Linked DNA regions of Mus musculus: region 1 is linked to region 2. Evidence: chromatin contacts called from public Micro-C data. All regions are on one chromosome and are shown on one strand. The core of a region is the stretch at or near the end of the contact, and the rest is flanking DNA. Distances in the headings are between cores, read along the strand shown. Region 1 holds the start of Ascl1 (achaete-scute family bHLH transcription factor 1). Region 2 overlaps 4930555G07Rik (RIKEN cDNA 4930555G07 gene).

Evidence for each region. Hi-C and Micro-C count contacts between places; a contact is called where the count stands out from the background.
Region 1: a contact with region 2 is called in a Micro-C map of the AtT-20 cell line, with 6 times the contacts expected there. The contact joins the promoter of Ascl1 here to the enhancer-like site in region 2. A contact is called at or near these places in 1 of 39 promoter capture datasets (embryonic stem cells), 14 of 484 Hi-C or Micro-C datasets (the AtT-20 cell line, cerebral cortex, cortical neurons and 5 more), 10 of 115 datasets of contacts at active chromatin or transcription factors (astrocytes, embryonic forebrain, embryonic hindbrain and 6 more) and 2 of 9 other capture datasets (embryonic stem cells and pancreatic islet).

What each region holds. Positions count from the first base shown.
Region 1 is chr10:87,489,891-87,496,573 of GRCm38.p6, reverse strand. Ascl1 (achaete-scute family bHLH transcription factor 1) reads left to right here and starts at 2,914. Exons shown (of 2, transcript NM_008553.5): 1 at 2,914-4,221; 2 at 4,583-5,755. The coding sequence starts at 3,486. The coding sequence ends at 4,181.
Region 2 is chr10:87,262,788-87,269,305 of GRCm38.p6, reverse strand. 4930555G07Rik (RIKEN cDNA 4930555G07 gene) reads right to left here. Exons shown (of 3, transcript NR_165498.1): 2 at 4,044-4,191. Among named protein-coding and RNA genes, the nearest start is that of 4930555G07Rik, 35 kb to the right of the region's middle. Within about 2 kb of position 2,700, at least 2 of the 459 cell types and tissues checked have an H3K27ac peak or open chromatin away from gene starts, as enhancers often do. A contact at or near this core is called in the AtT-20 cell line, where this site is marked.

The DNA of each region.
Region 1 (6,683 bases), core at 1,665-4,164, 230 kb before region 2:
CCTCCCCAACTTGCTTTTTGGTCATGATGTTTGTGCAGGAATAGAAACTCTAAGACACCAGGCTTCCATCATCTGCATCTCTTTCAGCCATCCTTCAAGTTCCCACCACAGTGCACTGGGCTCTGAACACCCAATGGCTTTTCCAACTCAAAGTTTTAGAGCCCTCCCTGCTCCCCCCCCCACAAAAAAAACCAACATGGTCAGGCCATCACGACATTGTACCTGGGACTTATTGCTATGATAAAGACCATGACCAAAAGCAGCTTGGTAAGGAAAGGGTTAAATTTATTTTACAGCAATAAAATAACCACTAGGGCTCACCAGGAAGGAAAATCCAGGACAGGACCTCCAGGCAGGAACCAAAGCAGAAGCCAAGGAGAAATACTGCTTACTGGCTTGTTCCTTCCTCATGGCTTGCTCAGCCTCTGACCCAAGGCCACTTGCCCAGGGGTAACATTGCCCACAGTGAGCTGGGCTTTTCCACATCTATCATTAATACAAATAAACAAACAAACATCCCTCATAGATGTATAAATTGACAATCTGATAGAGGCATTTTTCTCAATTAAGATTATACTTCCCCAGATTCGTCTAGGTATGTCAAATGGACAAGAAAAACATCCAAAACTCTTCTCTTGCTCTCCCTTTTTCCCCTGGCCACAAAGCAAGTAGTGTTGCTAGTCTATGTATTTCATCCATGGTATGCCATTTCACACAGGTTCACAACAAAGGGGCCAATTGATCTCGAATTAAAATGTCTAACAGTGAGCTTAGATGAATCTTTTCTCTTCACAAAGCACCTCAGACATTTAATAGTTTTGATACAAAGATGGCATACACACTACACTCTCTCACAACTTGGGTCCTACATGGATGTTTGAGGATGACGTCATGGATCCAGCCTCATTCCACAGTCTCTGCTTCTGTGGGGAGTGTGGGGAGCTGTGGGGCAGGTAAGGAAACAGACTTCCGGAGGTCAGTAAGCTAGCTATGCTAGAGCCTACCAGCTGTGCGGGGGGGGGGGGGGGAGGGGCTAGGGGGAAATCACAGAATTGGCCTGGCTACATCCAGTGCTCCCCAAACCTATTCTCCTACCAAGAGAAAGCCAAGGCAACGTGTGTCTGAGCCACTTAGGAAGTACCACTATTACTCTAAGAATACTCTTAAATACTCTCATGTCTAGGTCATCTCTCTGGGTCATCCTTGTGGACCCTTTAGAATGACCCATCTCCACAAAAAGAAACTCAGCTAGAGCAATTCTCCCAGCCAGAAGTGGTGACCAATGCTCATATTTTCCGTACTGGGGAGGCTAAGGTTGGAAGATTGTCAAGAGGCCAGCTTAGGCTATGCAATGAGACACTTAAAAATGGCTCCGATCATGATTAAAATAATAATAACGACGATAAAATAACTAGAAGCCATTATCCTAGTACTTCACCATAATCATTACTGAACTCCAGTCCTTGATCAGACCTGGTGACTTCTGGACAAAACTACCAGAAGAGTGCCCTCCGCCTAGTTCTGCCTGTGTAGACCCGACCAGAGACTACCCCAGGGTGCACCAGAGCAGTCTGAGACCTTTGCCTGCAGTGCTTTGCTTTTCTAAGCTGGACTGGGTTCGGACAGAGTGCCAGCCTGAGGGCCCGGGAATGCGCCTGGGCAGGCACTGTCCCAGCAGCCCGGTGACCGCTGCAGGCACCTCCCCTTCTCTCGCGGTGCCAGCACACGGCCTCAGCGGGCTCCGCTCCCAGTCGCCTGCCACCGGTCCGCCAGGCACACGCCTGGGGCGGGATAGAGGCTGCGCCAAGGCCTCCAAGGCGCCTGAGACAGGGAGGGACAAGGAGGGAAGACTTTCAGTTAGCTCAAATCCAGTCACTCTTTATTCCACACAGCCCACAGCTTCTTTCTCCAGAAGATCTGAAATATCCCAGAATGCCCTCCTTTCCCATAGCGTCTAGCAAGCATCTTTCAGAGGAGTGGCGGCTGTTATAGAGGGCCAGAAACAGATAACCCTGAGTGCCTTCCTGCATACACTTCCCCACACCACTGTGTCTCACAAAAGCTAGCCTCCAACTTATTCTCCTGCCTCAGCTTCTTAGGGAACTGTCAACCTATCCTGTTCATGACTCCCTATCCTTCCCACCCTTAGCGAGTTGTGCCCAGCACATCCAATCCTTGAAGCTGAATGGAACAGCAGTGGCAACCCCATATGGCTGCAGAGGGAAAGGCTGCTCAGACAGGGTAGAACTTACTGAGACCACAAAGCTAGTGAGAGGACTCAAGTTCTCATACAGAGAGACCACTAGTGTGCAAACGCTCTCCCCTCCTACCTTCCTAAACCTAATGGCAAACATTTTATTTTTTAGGGTCACAAAGAATCCTCCGGAGTTACTGCGGAGAGAAGAAAGGGGGGAAGCAGAAGCCCAGCCCTCCACTTCCAAGAGTTCCCTTTGCCACTTTTTCTGCCTAAACCCTTCCCTGAATTTTCTTCCAAGTTCTCAGGAGACTCCAAAGACACTTTTCCCTCCAGACTTTCCACCTAGGCACCCCAAGTCCAGGAGTTATTTGCCCCCCCCCTTTTTTAAAAAGGCCCCCATTTCTAGAGCCACCCCCTGGCTCCCGGAGCCACCGCCCCGAGCGCGCGGCCTGTTTATTCAGCCGGGAGTCCGGCACGCGCCGGGCGCACGCACTGCAACAACAAACCAGGCTGAATGGAGAGTTTGCAAGGAGCGGGCGCGGGCAACTGGAGGGGGGGGGGGCGAGAGGGAGGGAGCTGAGGAGGTGGGGGAAGAGGAGGGGTAGTGGGGGCTGCAGCCGCTCGCTGCAGCAGCGGGGAGTGGGGGGCGAGGCGGGGCCAGGGCTGCGCGTGGGGCTGGGTGTCCCATTGAAAAGGCGGCCGCACCGCAGCCGCCCAGCAGTCTCTCACTTCTGGCCAGGGAACGTGGAAGGCGTACCGGCTGGGAGCCGGTTAGGGAGGGCGAATTGGGGGGAACGAGAGAGCAATTAGAAAGAAAGGGGGTTCAACCAAATAATCCCAGAAGCAGGCTCAAGCCCAGGCTGGAGCAAGGGAGAGCGGGCGCAAGAAAGCGCAGCCCCGGAGCAGCTCCACCTGGCAGAGTGCGCTCGGCACTGACTTTTGCGGCTGCTTTCCTTTTCCCTTTCCTCTTTTAAAACCGAGAAGGCGCCGGCGGCGGCCGCACACGCGAGCGCCACGCGAGGCTCCCGAAGCCAACCGCGGCGGGAGGAGGGGAGGGAGGAGGCGGCGCAGAGGGAAGACGATCGCCCAGGCACCTTCCTCCGCTGCAGCCTGACAACTCTGCCTCCTTCTGCGCGTTTCTTCCCCTTTAACTTTCCTCCGGGGCTCGTTTCTCCCCTCTCCTTTTTCTTCGTCCCCCTTTGATCGTGCTTCGCAGCCCCGCTTCCTTCAAGGGCTCTGCGCACCCTGCGTCCCCAACTCGTTCTCCCCCGCGACAGTTTGGCCCGGCATGGAGAGCTCTGGCAAGATGGAGAGTGGAGCCGGCCAGCAGCCGCAGCCCCCGCAGCCCTTCCTGCCTCCCGCAGCCTGCTTCTTTGCGACCGCGGCGGCGGCGGCAGCGGCGGCGGCCGCGGCAGCTCAGAGCGCGCAGCAGCAACAGCCGCAGGCGCCGCCGCAGCAGGCGCCGCAGCTGAGCCCGGTGGCCGACAGCCAGCCCTCAGGGGGCGGTCACAAGTCAGCGGCCAAGCAGGTCAAGCGCCAGCGCTCGTCCTCTCCGGAACTGATGCGCTGCAAACGCCGGCTCAACTTCAGCGGCTTCGGCTACAGCCTGCCACAGCAGCAGCCGGCCGCCGTGGCGCGCCGCAACGAGCGCGAGCGCAACCGGGTCAAGTTGGTCAACCTGGGTTTTGCCACCCTCCGGGAGCATGTCCCCAACGGCGCGGCCAACAAGAAGATGAGCAAGGTGGAGACGCTGCGCTCGGCGGTCGAGTACATCCGCGCGCTGCAGCAGCTGCTGGACGAGCACGACGCGGTGAGCGCTGCCTTTCAGGCGGGCGTCCTGTCGCCCACCATCTCCCCCAACTACTCCAACGACTTGAACTCTATGGCGGGTTCTCCGGTCTCGTCCTACTCCTCCGACGAGGGATCCTACGACCCTCTTAGCCCAGAGGAACAAGAGCTGCTGGACTTTACCAACTGGTTCTGAGGACCTGCCAGGCTCTCCTGGGAATGGACTTTGGAAGCAGGTACGCTTCATGTGGGGATGGGCAGAGCCTTTCTTGACTAGGTCCCTTTTTCTTTTTCGGTGTGGAGGGGGGAGTTCACGGAAGGTAGGGGCTGTCTCCAGGAACCCAGGGGTGAGAGGAGGTTACTATGTTGTTAGTTTGTCCATCTCAAGTGCTAGTGTGTTAACTTCAGTCTTGGCCCCTGAGAGTGGCTTTGCCCAAGTTTCCAAGAGCAGAAGGTCGAGGTGAGGCATAGAGACCCTGCGTATTGAGTCCTGGGACTTTGTCCAAAGAGATGTTTTACCTGACAGATTCTCCAAGCCTGAATAGCTTCTACCACACCCCTTCAAGTTCACACTAACCTCTCTTGTTTCTGTTACAGGATGGCAGCAGATCCTGCATCTTTAGTGTTTCTCGCCAACGACGTCAAATGGGGAGGCAGAAAAACAAGGGGAAAAAAGAAGAAGAAATGAAACAAACAAACCAGACAGCCAACCTACAGGGGCACCTTCACTAAGATGCAATGTTCTCAGCAAACAGGGGTGGGCTCCAACAGTGTCTCTGCATTCCAACATCATTTCCAGACACGAGAAGAGTGACTGGTGTCTGAACCTAAGCCCGAATCACAGATGGGTTCCTTTCCTGGAGCAAGAGCGTCACACACACACACACACACACAGACAGACACTATATTAACTCCCAACCACTAACAGGCAGGGCTGGAAGCGCGCATGTGCAAGTGCCTTCACCTCCCACTCTCTGTCAGAGCTGTCTTAGCCCCCTGAAACTGGGTTGATGTCTTTCCTCAGTCACCCCCATTCCAGCGATCTATGGACATTTGCCTCCATTGAAGCAACGTCAGTTCTCGGACAGCCTTTCCCTCTCCTGGTGGCCTCCTCCCCAAACCCCACATCGCCCTCCCACGGTCTTTGCTTCTGTTTTCTTCATAGAATGCTTCCAATCTTTGTGAATTTTTTTATTATAAGAAAAAAATCTATTTGTATCTATCCTAACCAGTTTGGGGATATATTAAGATATTTTTGTACATAAGAAAAAGAGAGAGAAAAAATTTATAGAAGTTTTGTACAAATGGTTTAAAAATGTGTATATCTTGATACTTTAACATGTAATGAGATTACCTCTGCGTACTTTAGATATGTAGTTCATCTTACAACTGCCATCCCCACCCCCATCCCCAGTGTGGTTTTGGAAAGAACTCTCCTCATAGGTGAGATCTAAATGCCACCAGAATGACTTCAGCACCAATGTGTCTTACTTCACAGAAACGTGGTTAATGTATTAATGATGTTATTAAAAAAAACTGTTCAAGAAGAACAAAAGTTTATGCAGCTACTGTCCAAACGCAAAGTGGCAGCCCGTTGGTTCCCATAGGTTGCCTTTTGGAAGTTTCTACCATTGCCTTCCCCCTCACACCCACCCCTTACTGTTTTATTACAAACTTACAAAAAAAAGTGTATAACCCTGTTTTATACAAACTAGTTTTGTAATAAAACTTTTTCCTTTTTTATATAAAAAGAAGAGAGAGAGAGAATGATCAGCTGCCTCTATGTCTTCTTTGGCTCTGTTGTTGTTGTTGTTGTTGCTGCTGCTGCTGCTGCTGCTGCTGCTGCTGCTGCTGGCTAAGCTATCAAAATACCCAAAGGGGAGGGTGGTGCCAAGGGTGTACAGTGGCAGAACTGAGAGAGATAAGTGCTTCAGCTGGTCCTACTGCTGCAGTATCTTTACGAGGATTGTGGGAGCAAGTGGGGGGTGGGAGGGGGCCCTTCTCTTCCATTCCCCATACATGTCCACAGCTCCTAGGGAAATACATGGTAATATGTGGCTACATCATCTCACCATACACTATGCATTTTTAACAAATCTCCAAACAGTAGCCTGGGAAGAGATGCTTTTCATCTCATTTCCACTCAGCTCATTTGAGGATATATTTGTAAGGAGATGGGAACCGAATGCTAGGAGATCTGAGTTAGTCTAAGCCTGGGTCCCTGGAAGGTGCTGAAAGCTGTTGCTTGGATTATGTCTCCCTCTCTACAAACAAACTTCAGGGATGGGGTTCCAAGCACTTACTTTCTCTCTCTCTCTCTCTCTCTCTCTCTCTCACTCTCTCTCTCTCTCTCTCTCTCTCTCTCTCTCTCTCTATATATATATATATATATATATATATATATATATATACACACACACACACACACACACACACACACACCACACACTTTCCATCCCAATTTAAAGCAAAAGGTGCATAGGATACAAATTCCTTGCAGAAGGAATTAGACTTTAATATGTAAATGTAGTACAAATGTGTGGTCGCTTTGAGACACTGGCCTATCTAAGCCGGTGACTCCATCCCAATAGCGTGAGCAGCGTGTAAAAGTACCCAATTACCAAGATTCAAAAAGAAATTGGTGGGTTTTTTGGCTGGCTTGCTTCTTGTCAGTTAGGAAGGACGTGATTAGAATCCT
Region 2 (6,518 bases), core at 1,451-3,950:
CTCTTCCCATTCAGCTTGCTGTGTCAGTGTGATCAGAACCTTCATCTGTTACATACACTTGCCCCCCTCTACCCATCCTCCCTCTGAATTAGCCTTACTCCTTTACTCACTTTGCTTTTCCAAAATGTATTCCCTGCAGGAGGGTCTCACTACAACAGTATTGCATGGGTCCTTAATGCTGATAATATTTTAGGTGTTCTTATAATCCATAAAGTCAGTTTTAGTGTAGGTAAAATCCTTAGCTCAGACTTTCTTCTAAGTATCTAAGTGATACTGTTCAGTTTTATTCTGGAATAGCATGGTGCTACTGGAGGTTTTGAGGGAATATAGTTTTATAGTTTTAATTTCCATGTAAACCATATGTATGATTCCTTTTAGATGCCCAAAATATCTTTTAAAATGGCATCAAAATATCCTTGGGAGGTCTGCTCTTTTCTGAAAGTAAACAGAGGTGTAGTAGATCTGGGAGAATGCCTAGGTGTGTGTGTGTCGGCGGGGGGGTCACTCAGGGAGGGAAGGGAAAGAGTAATCTGTATGAGAGAAAAAAATTAAAAATCCAAAAAACAGCATCAAGATGTACTAGATGTGTAGAATAAATATAAGCTGCCCGTGTAAAACATTGGCAGTATAGAGAATAAAGGACATCTCTATATTGAGCTATTTCTACTACATCTGCTCCCAGGGTTCTGGGGTCATCTCAGAAGAGTAGAAGGAATGGAAGACTACAGAAAATCTGTATTTTCTGGTCACAGGAAGGCAGTTACACATATGAATTTCCAGCGGTTCTAAAAGGACACAAGACATACACAATATCAAGCCACACAAAGTGCCAGCATGGGACGTGAATGTGGACGTGATGTATTCCCCACAGGATGAGTTGCTGTTGGTAACTGAGGACTGTTTGGATAAGGAGAGTCTGTTGTCACAAGGGGTGCATTCCTTGGGAGGCTACACCCTCCAGTGGGTGTCCTAACACACAAGCATATACTGACAGCACTATGTAGACTCAGTGATCATTTTTAAAGGACACATGAAATTGATAGAGATTAAAGTTGGAGGTGAGTGATAGGAGAAGAGTCAGGGGGAAGGGAATAGGGGTGGCCTTGATCAAAACATTGCGTGTCTTCATGAGATTCCCACAAACAGTGAAAGTTAAAAAATAGATCAAAGAACCAAGATATTTCTTTAAAGAGTGAAAAGCAGGAAAGGATCATTTATTTAATGTGTCCATATTAGAAAGATGGACACAGAAGAAGGGAAACCCCCAAAGTCTGTCCTTTGGGTCCTCATATGAGAGTAAGGTTTAACTAGAGAGCTAAGATCTGAGTCTCTTTTGCAAGGTTGCCTGACAACTTGTAAATATTTTTCCAGGAGACAAGGACTCTATCTGCTTGTAGCTACCTTCTCTAGCTATAGATTTCTCCTCTGGCTGTAGATTCCTCCTCTGGCTATACTGCCCTCCTCTGGTTGCCCCCGAAGGTTTTAGTCTTAGCTTCTTTCAACCAAAGATTTCCAATCTGATAGCCAAAGAAATAGGAACAAGCGTCCCTTGAATACTCCCATTCGTGCCCAGCATGCCAGCTACCTTCTCCGGTAACTTAAACTTTTCTTTAGCACCCAGCTTTGTGGCAACGTGCCTGTGTCTGAAACAAACACCACAAACACAAAACAAGTGGGATTCAGGGTTAGACCATGTTCAGTTGGTGTCAGGTTAGCATGCTTAAGAACCCTTTCTCCATAATCTCCTGGCTTAGAGTTATTTTTGGAAGGGCTGGCACAAGCAACTCCATCTTTTTAGTCTGAAACAGGATCTCCACATGAAGCCTAGGCTAAACTCCAACTTAGTTCTCCTCAACTAACCTGCAAGTTCTATATAACTTCAATTCACACCCCACCAATAAGCTGATCCCGAAATTTACATAAGAGATCAACAGATCAGGAAATTTTATTTTGAGCTAAGCAACATCCTCACCATACAAGACCCGTTAGAAATGTGTACTAATTAACATTGTGACCCTGGAACAAGAGCAGGTAAATAGATCAGCCAATGAGTGCACAGAATCAGGAAACAAGGAAACACACCTGAACATCTGAACTCTAAGTTAAAATTATATCCCAGAATTTTGTTTTAGAGGCTGAAATCAGTACTGGGGATGGGGGGCACTCAGGTTTCCTTGTTCCCAGATTTTGAGCTGAGATTGAATTATAATAAGAGCTACTCTCAAAGGGTCAGCCTGTGGCTTTGCCTTCATACACAAAAAATAACATAAAATTGGGGTGTTCAATATGTATACAGGCTATTCTTTGGCTATATATCATGACAGAGTGGGAAATGTCAAAGCAGGTAGGAAATGTCAATTGTAGAGTTCTTTTTGGCAACAGCTCATTGTGAGAGATGTCTGTTTTCTATTAAGAGCAGAATACAACAACGGAAACAAAAGCACCACAGACATTCACAGATAGCCCTCCTCTTCAAAACAGAATAAATTAATAATAATAAATAATGATTAAGAATAATGGCTGATGGAGAGTGTCCTTCGATTCTGGACCATATAATTTGTAGTAGCAAAATCTAAACACAATTAACTAGGCAGTTGCAACTTCCATCCTGGTTTAATGGTGAGATTTTGAGCCTATGGAGATGAGATGCTAAAGTGGATCTATGTGTATCAGAGACTTAAACTGGCCCTGTTACTTACTGCTCTTACTAGGTCCCTAGGAAATGTTTCTCTTGCCCTGAACTGACACCTTGCCAGCCTTCACACCAGAGTAAAGACAACAAAGTGCATTTATGAATAGCAACCAGGCATGTGTCTTTGAAAATAGCCTTTTGGATGAAATCAACATTATGTTTTGGGTAAAAATGATTTTATTAGCCAGAAGTGTACAGGTGACAAGTAGTCACTTTCAGAAAAGGAACTGATTTGAAAAGTGTGTGTGAAACCTGGAGAGCGCTGTTTCCTGAAACAGGAGTAGCAGAGCCCTGGGTATGGACTTGGCTTCACATTGTTGACACACGAAGAAGCTCTTTTTAATTAACTGGCCAGGAACTTAATATCTTCACATATGCAAGGCAAGTCGGCTAGCCCAGGCAACCAGATACAGCAGCTTTGTCTCTTAGTTCTGCGGCCTTGGCTTGCCAGGGAGCCTCCTAAGTCAAGGGCATTAAGACTGGATCTTAAGTAATGGTTTTGTACTCAAGTGTTCCTTGGGAAAATTAGGATATGCTGAGCACTGGCAAAAAGTACAAAGTGACCTTGCAAATTAAAAATCGACAACAAGAAGAATAAACCAAAAGAAGCCAGATTAAAATATTCAAAAGATTAATTTGCTGAACAGCATGTGAGCCTCATTGAATGAGAGATCTTTGGAGCTTTGGCAATGTATGAAGCTGGAATTAAACAGAGCATCCATGAGCCTTATCTGCTTTTGCTTAACTTGTTCCTAAGCCATGCCTAATAATCAGAAATCTGTGGTTTGCTATCTTAGGTCATATTTTAAAGGCATATTTTTCATCTTAGTAGGAATATCACATTCTGGTTGTGTCCTTCTTAATGGATCCCTGGACTATCTATCACCTTAACAAAATTAAGAATAGTTATCCTGAAAATAGAATAGGATTTCTTCTTATTTCCTTATCTTGATATTTTGTAGTTCTGATACATGTAGTACTTCCCTCCTACGTATAAATACATTCTTAGGTGTATTTATACAAGTCTTTAGATTTTCCTTTGCTCCCTTTTTGTGCTCACTCAGCTGGGTTCACAGATTGTCTATGAGATATTTACATTTACATTATATTTATAAGATAATTATAACTTAAGGTCAGTTACTAAAATTCCTATGTATTTATAAATTCTCACCACCAGAATTCATGTATGCTTTCTCATAAAAAAAAGTTCTGAAGGCAGGCATGATTCCTTGTTTATATTCCTGTAATCCATAAAACCTAGAAAAGACCCAGTAAATTATTCTATGAGTCACCTACAGTTTGCATACCAAATATCATAACACCCATGTCCCTTCACTCAGTAAATACTTACTAAGCCACAATAAGACTTAAGTCTGGAGAGACCGGAATGACGGACAGGATGGTGGGCTGCCTGAGTCTCAGCCTGGTGTGGCCACTGTGGGTCCCTGGTAGAGAATGATCCCTCAATTCATCAGGAGTCACAGAGGAATGGAGATAGGCTAGAGAGAAAGGCAAAAGGAGCATCAGGAAAACAACATCAATAACAACAAAGCCTCAGCTCAGCATCATATACCACCAAGTAAAACCTCCATTGCCAAGAATAGGTTAAAGCTTATTTAGTGCTGACCATTAGAGGTCCCATAGTCCCTACCCAAACACCACAGGCTATTGATAAGGCTACTGGTTATTTTCCACAACAAGGTAGTAAGGCTCTGTTGATGAAGATGGCATATACTCATGTCATCAAACATAGAGAAGTAGAGCTGGTGCCTAACCCCTAATGACAACACCCAGGGCACCAGAAAGTACTCTGCATGCTACTACAGGAGATAAGTAATCAACAGTGTTTCCCATATAGAAACCCTGTTACCTACAACTGGGACCTGCCTGAAAGATATGCTAGTTAAATACTGGCACAAATGTTATGGGAATAGCCAACTATTTTTTTGTTGGATAACATGAGATGTAACCCATACTTAATACCACTAAAGGAACTGAGAATCTGAGACTAGATAGGTCATAATGCCAGGGGAAACCTCTTCCTATTAATCTGCTAAAGGAATATACCAATAAAATGAGATGCATTGCTATGTCAGCATTCAGTGTGCTTCTCAACTCTCACCCAAGAAGCTTTGTCTTGCTGTAGATGGGAATTAACACAGAGATCCACAACTGGACAAGTGCAGAGAGTAATAGACCTTGGAGCACTCTGTCTAAATGGGATGTAGTCCCTAAACTCCCCCCTCGCCCCCTACAGATCTAGGGATCTATGCAAAAAAAAGAAGCAGAAAGATTGAAAGAGCCAGAGGTGATGGAGGAATTCAAGGAAATTGTGTTATCTAGACACAACAGGACTGATGCACACATGAACTCATAGAGACTTTGGAAGCACACATAAGACCTGCACAGGTTCAAGCCATAGACATCCAAGCAATGCAAAGGAGGAAGAAAACACAAGGTCCCAATCAAGGAGCTACTTACAACAGATGCCAGCTGGAAAAGGAACAGTCAGTTTTTTCCCCAAAGGAGCATCACTGGGTATATCAACCACACCCTGGGCACGCACCCCAGCAAGTCGTAGCAGCCAAGACAAACTGGACTCCATGATTTGGAGGCTTTATTTTTGTGAGAATTTTCGTTTTTGGCTTGCTTTGGCTTACTTTGGTTTTGTTTTTGTTTTTTGTTTTTGTTTGTTTTGGTTTGGTATTTTGGGTTGTTTGTTTGTTTGTTTGTTTGTTTGTTTTCAGATGGGGTTTCTCTGTATAATAGCCTTGGCTGTCCCAGAACTCATTGAGATCCATGTGCTTCTGCCTCCCTAGTCTCAAGATTAAAGGTGTGCACTACTACATCTGACTTGTTTTGTTGTTGTTTGTTTATTTGTTTTGTTTATTGTCATATTGGTTTTTTTGTTTGTTTTATTTTATTTTTGTTTTGTTTTAAGGTAGAGAATGAAGATGGATGAACAGAGTTGGATGGATAAAGTGTTGAGAAGGACCTGGGAGGAACTAAGGGAGGGGAAGTATATAATCCAAATAAAGAATATGAAAGAAAATTCAAATAAGCATAAATATTTATTAAGATTCTGCTGTGTCAAAGAAATCATTATATTTCTCATGAAGTAACTTTTCATAAAATGACAAAGGATGAAAACACAGACCTTCAAAGCAAGAAAGAGATTTGGAGTATTTCAGCTTAACATGTCTATCTGAGGAAAGCTTGCAAGAATTTTCAAAAGTGAGTTTGCAAAAACTAACTCTGCAAGAGTAAATGCCAGGCTGAAAAGAAAAAATAGCTGGTGACTGGTGGAATTAGAATTAATACCTAGACCTAGTAACTTTGCTACCAAAACCTCCCTACTTATGAGCTGATCAAAGTGTTTTGGAAATACATTTATGATTAAGAAAGTCTTATGTGTCTGTCATCTGCTGTACCAGGAAGTTGTGCTTGGTCACAGTTTGTCATAATAAAGCTACCTTAATAAATGTACATTCCAAAGGTTTAGAATCAGAGTCAAGGAACTTAGCATGGCACCATTTAACTCATCGAATTTACCTTCAGGAAATTCTAGTAACAGTACAAGATACATACCAAGAACTATGATGAAGATTACTAATTGAAGGTTTCTTATTAAAATATTCAATCAGAGATTTTGCTACAGCTATATGATAAAAGACCAAACCCTTTCAGAGGACATGTAATCAGACATCAAAATATGGCATGGTATTAAGGTATATCTAATGTAATCCAATTCAACATTTAAAATGTAAAGTTGCATGAGTGCACTAATATGTTCTCTGGAAAATCAACTACAAATTTTAACTCATTC